Regions from separate parts of the Danio rerio genome. Here region 1 is linked to region 2. A link is a contact called in public Micro-C data. All regions are on one chromosome and are shown on one strand. The core of a region is the stretch at or near the end of the contact, and the rest is flanking DNA. Distances in the headings are between cores, read along the strand shown.

Region 1 (4,489 bases), core at 992-3,491, 160 kb after region 2:
GATATATATGAGCTTTGAACACTACAGTGTAAACCCTAATGTTGTCCATAATCAAAATATTTTGAGTTAATGTACCTTAAACCTATTTAAATATTTTTTGGCCTAAAAATATAATGATTATGATTAATAACTTATTTGACATCAATAATATATTATGACTGAATTAATATAATATTTTAAATTAAGATTTTAACTGAGCGTCACGGTGGTGTAGTGGGTATTGCTTCACAGCAAGAAGGTCGCTAGTTCGAGCCCCAGTTGGGTCAGTTGGCATTTCTGTGTGGAGTTTGCATGTTCTACCCGTGTTGGCGTGGGTTTCCCCTGGGTGCTCCGGTTTCCCCCACAGTCCTGAGACTTGCAGTGCAGGTGAACTGAATAAGTTAAACTGTCCGTAGTGTATGTGTGTGAAAGAGTGTGTATGGGTGATTCTCAGTGTTGGATTGCAGCTGGAAGGGCATCCACTTTGTAAAACATGTGCTGGATAAGTTCATTCCGCTGTGACGACCCCTAATTAATAAAGAAACTAAGCCGAAAAAAATGAATAAATTAAGATTTTAACAGATGAACTGAAACTGTTATGAAAAGTTTATTTCAATTAAATTGTTGGTTAATCCGATTGACCATTTTGAAATTCTGCCTCAACAAAAGCCCTGATTGGTTGGTATAGCATAGTTGGTATTGGTTGGTATAGCATCTACAGCAGAAGGCATCTCATTGGCGTCATCTAAGGTATAAAATATTTTATTGGTAATTAGAGATTAAAATACATAACATGTTCCTAGAAGTATAAAATGTTTTTATTAAAATGTCATTTGCAAGGTATAAACACATTTTCTTCTCACAGTGGCAGCAATGGGCAGAGAAATGCCATATTGAGAAACTGCTCCTGTGTAGGTTTACTTTCTGAAAAGCACTCAAAAAAATTATGTTTGCTGCTTGTTTAAACAACTTATTTAAAATGAGCTGAAAAGGCACACTTATTAAGAGTTTTTGGGACATCCTAATTGTTTTATCTTCAATCCACTTAAATTTGCAATGAGCTAACTTTCAAAATTCCCTCATTTTGTCCCAAACACAAATCAAAAATCACTAATGGAACCCAGCATTTTTTTACAGTGAGAGTGACCACAACATTATTTAAAATTTGACATTTCTTAAGAAATCAAGTCTTACCAGTATACAACAGCACAAACATTCTCCTTTCACTCATCTGCAAGCTAAAGTAAATTATTCCTTTTTATGGACTGCTTAAGTGGGAGAGTGTGTCTCACGTCTTCTCTTAAGAAAGCACAAATGACCCTGAAGTACCCTTTCTGTCCACCCCCACCAGCCATGATAGACCCCCTCCCTACTTGTGCTGCTCAAATCACGACACCAGCACCAGAGAGCTGACATTTCAATAACATGCAGACGACATATGCACTCACACAAAGAGACGTCTCCTCACGCTCACAGACATCTCAGAGATGAACTGTCACATGTCACAGGACTTGTAGTTAAACAACGCAGACTTTAAGAGGTGCCTTCACTTTGACGAAATTCTGAGTGTGTACCAACTCACTGTCACAACAAGTATGGACAGAATACTGATAGGGGTGGCTGGGGACAGTGTTGTCTTGATTTATTTACTCAGTTTGACTTTTCAAAGTAAAATTATTTTAAAAAATAAAATAAAATATCCAGCATGAAATGGAAATCCACTCACTGATCTTCTTTCGGCTTTGTCCCTGGTTTATTAGGGGTCGCCACAGCGAAATGAACTGCCAAATTACTCTAGCATACTGTGTTATGCAGCAGATTGACATGAAATTCATCCAATCTTTTTTATGAATGCATGTTGCTAATCTTATTTGTAAAATAAGACAACAATTGCATTTTTTCACATTTTGCTCTAAAATTAATTTTAAAATCCTGGCATCAAAATCAGACTTAATTTCCACTCTTTCACATGGACAATTAGACTGTTTAAAGCACTAAATAATTCCTGTATGACCCTATAGAGAGTTGTGTTATGACAGAAGTTGTGGTCTAGATGTGAATTGCGGCGGGATATCATGTATGCCACAGGGAATGTCAGTGTCATGACCTCTGAGGGCATGCAGACAAAGGGATCGTGATACTTTTCTTATCTGACTCGCCATCTGTGGTGGTGTTGAGGGGGGCTAGCTAGGGAAGTGAAAACAATTTGACCATTAAATCTCCGCCCACAAGTTGAACGAGCAAAGCGTTAAATTGGTGTTCGGGGAGGAGTCAGCGAGAGTCCCTCAATGTACCGACACCACAGATCTATCATTAATAATAGTATATCTATTGATCGACAGCAGCAGGAGGCGAAGAGAGTGAAATAAGTAAACTGGGCGTTGAAGTTGTAGCGGAGTGTGTCCCTCCCTCCTCCAGCCTTAACTATAGAAGCGCTACTACCAGCGAGAGGGACGTGAGATTAGGGCAGCAGTTTGGGGGTCTCTGGAATTTATTAGCAGACGCTTCAAGCTCGCTTTTGTTGTATATTTCTTCTGGATTCGTAGTAGATCTACAGGTCCGACAGTTCTTCAGTCGGGCATTCATCCACGCTAACTTACAACCTACATATTTTACCTCGTTTCATCTCTGGAGCTCCGGACAGAAGGACCCGTGTTTTGAGGTGAGATTCTCGATAAACTAAACTCTGCTGGTGTTTACTTGTGATAGCTGCTCAGTACATTATGGGTTCATTTTAGTGCAAGATTTGCGCGTTTCTTTCTGGGATCGTGCCTGGGTATCACTTCAGATGGACAGAACTACACATAAACACTCAAATAACTGCTGTTTTGTAATAGCGATGCGTTTACTCTGTGTTCACTGTTTATTTTTATTTAAGTGTATAACCTAACAATGTTTGAAAGACTTTGAAGATTTGAATCTAAAAAATAAATTTGACGCTTAAATATTTCTCTTCTGTCAGCCACAAACAAACATTTCCTCTCGCTCTTGTTTCGGCGATGACGGCGCGTGTCACCATCCGGCGGTTTCTGTTAAATCTAATTAGTTGAGTAAAGCTCGGGGAAAGTCTGGGTGGGATGAAGAGGCATCAAGCTGGCGGTTTTCCCACGGGGTGTGACATCAGGCAGCGTGTGTTGTCCAGGAGGTCCAGTCAAAACTGTAGTTTATCCCCCTCCAGACACGCAGGTCAGCAGATGGAGGCAGCTGTGCCGACGGGCATGAGTTCAGTGCCAGTCTAAATCAATCAAACCCGCGCGTCTTATACCTCGTTCATGTCTTCATTGTGTGAAATAGATAAAATAATATTGCAGGTTATGTAGGCTAATTACATTATTTCCCTTTTTGATTTTGAAATTGTTCCTCACATTATAAAAAAAAAGGTTATTATAGAACTTTTCACAAAAACGTTAGAGGAACAAAAATTAAGCTTATAGACCTATAGCACCTTTATTTTGAGAGTAAGTTATCTATCTATCTATCTATCTGTCTATCTATCTATCTATCTATCTATCTATCTATCTATCTATCTATCTATCTATCTATCTATCTATCTGTCTGTCTGTCTGTCTGTCTGTCTGTCTGTCTGTCTGTCTGTCTGTCTGTCTGTCTGTCTGTCTGTCTGTCTGCATAGAAATTCATAATTTAACCCTTTAAGTTTCTGTGAACAAAGACTAAAATTCTCCAGGCTTTGAAACAATGCATCACCCTTAGATGAGTTATAGGGATTTTCCTGAAAACTTAACCCATGTATGAGTATTATCTTTGGCCACATTCCAAAAGCAACAAAAACAGTGCAGGGCTAGGTTAATGCATCCTGTACAATATAGCCAAAATCGACTAATCTTTAAATGCACTTAGGCAGCAAAGTTAATTGTTTGCCTGTATGCCTTCAGAAGATTGTCACTCCAGGCTACATCATTTTTAACTTTCTTTTTTTTTTAAATAAATGACTTGACATCCTGTCAAACCACATGATATGTGGTGGTATACTATAACAGATAAGATGCCATGCAGTTAGATCTTATCTAATCAGGTGTTACTGAGAAGAACTAGAATGCCTATTGAATACTTTCATGTTCCTGAATCCATTTCTTTAAGAAAGAGGATATTATTTCAAACAAAGCCCTGCCATAAATTCTCAAACCTGGTTATTGAAAGATTTGCAAGTGCACTGGCTTTAAATCTTGCATTCCGACTGTCTAACTTCATGTGTGCTGTAACTCTATATCCATTAGAGGGTTTCAGTGAATTTGTCCACCTTTTTCTGGACCCTATTTTTATAGTCTGACATAAAGGTTTGCTGCACTTGTTCCACAAAGCAGAATCGGACCAGTTTTCAATTAGTCAGGCACTTGTGCATGAAGATATTGGCTCTGGGGGATCCATTAATTCCGGCCTCTGGTGGCTTTGTAGTTTAGCTAAATGCTGATGTCAGAAGCACTCAAAGACTTCACTCACACTCACACAACTCAACATGGGCTCAAAAGTAAGACTGGAGCGTTAACCTTTA
Region 2 (4,462 bases), core at 1,213-3,712:
ATCTAAATATGATGGTGGCAAACGCCGAACATGAATCATTTGTTAATCAGGTCTCCTGATCAGAATTGTGTTGCCATACAATTAGAGATAAATACCTGTTTAGCTGCTATTGTGGCTTTAGCTGTCTGTCAGCGGTATACATAATGCCTCTGAAGGGATATTAATGTACTTTTTAAATGTGTGTGTGTAAATATTTTATTGAGAGATGTTATTGTTATGGACCTGCATTGTTATCTTTTTGAAATAAAGAAAATGTACATTTATCTTAACTGCCACTCAAATTTGTTTGTTTTTTGTTGTTAAATATAAAGCCTCCACCTACAAACACACACGCACACACACACACACACACACACACACACACACACACACACACACACATACATACATATGAAACCGGTGTACCCGGATGAAACCCACGCGAAGGAAGGGAGAACATGCAAACTTCACATAGAAACGCCAACTGAGCCAAAGTTCGACCCAGCGATCTTCTTGCTGTGAGGCGACAGCACTATCTACTGCGCCACTGCCTTGCCCATATATATATACACACACACACATGCATACATATACATATATATATATATATATATATATATATACATACACACACACATATATATGTATGTGTGTACAGTGGCGCAGTAGTTAGTGCTGTCGCCTCACAGCAAGAAGGTCGCTGGTTCGAACCTCGGCTCAGTTGGCGTTTCTGTGTGGAGTTTGCATGTTCTCCCTGCCTTCGCGTGGGTTTCCTCCTGGTGCTCTGGTTCCCACCACAGTCCAAAGACATGCGGTACCGGTGAATTGGGTAGGCTTAATTGTCTGTAGTGTATGAGTGTGTGTGTGAATGTGTGTGTGTATGTTTCCCAGAGATGGGTTGTGGCCGGAAGGGCATCCGCTGCGTAAAAACTTGCTGGATAAGTTGGTGGTTCATTCCGCTGTGGCGACCCCGGATTAATAAAGGGACTAAGCCGGCAAGAGAATGAATGAATGAATATATATATATATATATATATATATATATATATATATATATATATATATAAAATAAAGTATTTAATCTTGAGTTGCTAACGAAAATATTCTTTTTTTTCTATTTGGTCTTGGTTATAACTATAATAAAATGAAATAAATTAAACTAAATAAAAATAAAACATTGGTTAAAATCAATCAAAGGAATATACAGTAGTAAAACTTACAAAAACATAAACCAATTCAAACAAATAATGAAACTGCAATAGTTCCCCAGTTCTATTAAAATAACATTGCTTTGGTTTCAGTTATGGGCTTATGTTGCATTAAAGTCATTTGACCTTGCTGCACTGTAACCCATTAAAAGTATTCTAGGAACTGCATTGTATTGGTATTTCTAAGATGTGTGCCTTCTTGAGCATTTATATTTGTAAATAAATATCCCCTAAACATTATCTACAACTGTTCAATAGTAAATATTTATGTTTGCAATTAAACGCAGCTCCAGTTTATTTATTTATTTTTTTTAAGAATTATTATTTTTTCTTTTAGGTTATTACCTCCAATACAACTGAAATGAAAACGAAAAGGGTCTAACCAGTGATTTCACAAGCTTCATTGTGTCTGAGATGATGCATCATAAAGGCTGCATTCAGATATTATTGGCTGAAACAACAACTTAGCAGCCTAAGCTTTTTTTAAATTATATATATATATATATATATATATATATATATATATATATATATATATATATATATATATATATATATATATATATATATATAAATTTATTTTTAGCATGGTTGTTTCCCCTTTTGGCCGGAGGAGGGCAGTGTTGCACATGCCATCCATCTATCGATTAATTTTTTATCATAATTATTTTTTTTTTGCAACAATTGGTCAGACTTTCACAGTATTTTAGTAGAGAAAATCCCTTCAGCAGAGTAACTTAATTACATTTTACTGTATGTGAAGCGACATGTCTAGCTAATTAATTTAAACATAATTTAACAGACTTTAATCTTAAATTTTATAATAATAAAAAAGTAACGTTATAGAAACTATATAGAAAAAATACCCCTAAATTCTAAAAGACTTTGAACCAGATTTTGCTGTGACACAATCCAGAAAGCTGGATTATCAACACGTTAAGATCTTAAATATTTAAGTATTTACACAAAATGCTAGCTGTGAAAGGATCCTTAGCGAGGAGAGTTTAGAATTATTTCGTTTGAAGCTGTAAAGCAGCACGTGTGGTGGTGAAGTCAGTTTACAAACTATTATCTAACAAACTATTTGACACTCCTGTCATTAAAACATTTAATAGCACTGACTGCTCGAGTTTGGTTTGTTTAATAAATAGTAAATGCATACTTTTAAAGTAGTGGGAGTAACTTCCAATGGCGGGGTTTGGCGGAAACTGGTCATCATGATAGTGATCATAAGCGGCTGTTCGTCTGGCTAGTAAAGGGTTAATGTGGTTTCTCGTGAGCTGCTCTCTTTTTGTTCAGACTGTTAGTAGCACAACAGCGAACTAACTGACAGCTGCTCCACGGATCTTCGCTGCGACTTGACACAAAACAGGTAAATGATTTCCCTTTTATCAATAAAATGGTAAATACAGATTATAGTAAAGTGATTTAACTTGCTGCTGGCTTGAAGTAGTGCCAACACGTAAAGCTACTAACTTTTTAGTAGGTCCTGATGTGACGCTTCTAGCCCTGGTATAGCTTTCTGTCATGTAAAACTAGTTTGGTGGAAGTTGTTGCAGTGTGTTTTCTACTTTGTATTCAGCTTTAAATGTCCGCTGATGTGGCACTGGCAGCTTGCACAGTTTGTAATGCGTTCTTGAAGTTACCGCTGAATTTACAGCGACTTACAGCAATACGCTTATACGGCACACACGCGCAGCTGTGGTTATTAAATGACGGTTGAGCTTCTTTAGAAACTGGGAGTCTCTTTATGAACAAGTTGTCTTCGTGTTACTATACCGAGGCTGGTTGGTATTAAAAAGAAGCGTTCTAGCAGCTTATGCACGTGTTTTGTGTTATCCTCACAGTCCCGCTGCACCTCCAAATATTAGGGAACTATAAAATTGTGATTGAGGCCTGAGTTTTAATAGAAGTCGACCAAATGTTATAGAAAGTCATGACAATGTTTGTCGTGAGTTTTACTAAATTTACGATTCAATATGTTCCATATGGTATTCCCCATATGGTTTCTCCGTCTTAAAAAATGTTTTAACACCAACATTGTAATTCATTTACTTCAATATATTGTCCTATTGTTATTTCTCAGACATGATTTGTTGCATGTTATGATATAAAGTTTTCTTATTTGTCAAATAAAACTGAATTGAAATGCAGACAACAAATCTGATGTAAACCTTTCTCACCATTTGTTTAAATAACATTAGTTATACACATTTTTATATTAATAAATTAATGCTTTGACTGAGCTCTTTCATAGCCTTTTTTCAGCTAATAAACATTTTCCAGCAGAAGCTGAAATCTTACAATTCACAAAAGTATTGCAGTCAGTTTCAAAGTGTTCGGTCACTGTAGTTTTTTATATAGAACAAAAAGATTTATCTCTCACATATTGTTAGTGCCTGTTTGACTTCCACGTTTTACAAAATATTTTTATTATATAATTATAATTGCAAAGATGCGAATTAGACTTTTGCCAAAACTAGAATATTCCATAAAACATGTATGAATACAACTGAAATCCCTTTAAGGCAAGTCATTTCACTTGGCGGCCATCTTTGAAACGCCTCTCAGGCAGTAAGCTCGGGCATTCTGTTTGAATAGGAAAACATCAAATTGTTCAAAATTGTTTGCCAAGCTTAAAACTACATTCATATTACAAATAACAATTAACTGTATGTTTAGTTTAATTTGTAAATGATCGAATCAGACAAAATTTGCCGAAGCTCACGTCTGGTCCAAGCCCCTCCTCTGGAGAATCGTCCATCTATAGCGATCGATGATTGGTGTTCCTCGGTCTTTATTGGCCATATTGGCACCATACACTTTTCATAATTCAAAACTATACTATTGACATGTCTTGCGTATTCTATAGTCTTTGGTAAAACACTGAGCAAGAATGTTCTGGATGTACTGTACCACTTTAATGATGGACTTTGGCTAAGGGATTTTAGAATGACAAAAACATGGTTGATTTGCTGGATTGTCTGTTAATGCCATGCCACATCCATTAAAGCTGTTTATGTTATCACAAGATCTGTTAAAACAAAATCACATGCTTTTTTTTTATCAACTTGCTGGAATTTACGTTTCCATTATAGTTTATGCTCATTAATGCACAGAATTATGGATTATCGATATGAAAGATACATCAATGCTGCCTTTAAAATTTGATTAGAAGAAGGTACCTCCAGAGACCAGATATGGAGGAGAATTTAGATTATAATGTGCTTTGGTGCAATTCTGCTTTGGGATGTAGTCATATTTTCCGTTAGCAC

The links. A called contact is a pair of places that touch in the nucleus more often than the background predicts.
Region 1: a contact with region 2 is called in a Micro-C map of caudal fin, with 4 times the contacts expected there. The contact joins the promoter of tspan18b here to the promoter of cd82b in region 2. A contact is called at or near these places in 2 of 18 Hi-C or Micro-C datasets (caudal fin and an unstated tissue).

What each region holds. Positions count from the first base shown.
Region 1 is chr18:29,173,018-29,177,506 of GRCz12tu, forward strand. tspan18b (tetraspanin 18b) reads left to right here and starts at 2,242. Exons shown (of 9, transcript NM_001002439.2): 1 at 2,242-2,641.
Region 2 is chr18:29,010,682-29,015,143 of GRCz12tu, forward strand. It overlaps cd82b (CD82 molecule b), which reads left to right and starts at 2,463. Exons shown (of 9, transcript NM_212663.1): 1 at 2,463-2,559. It also overlaps a transcript of tp53i11b not described here.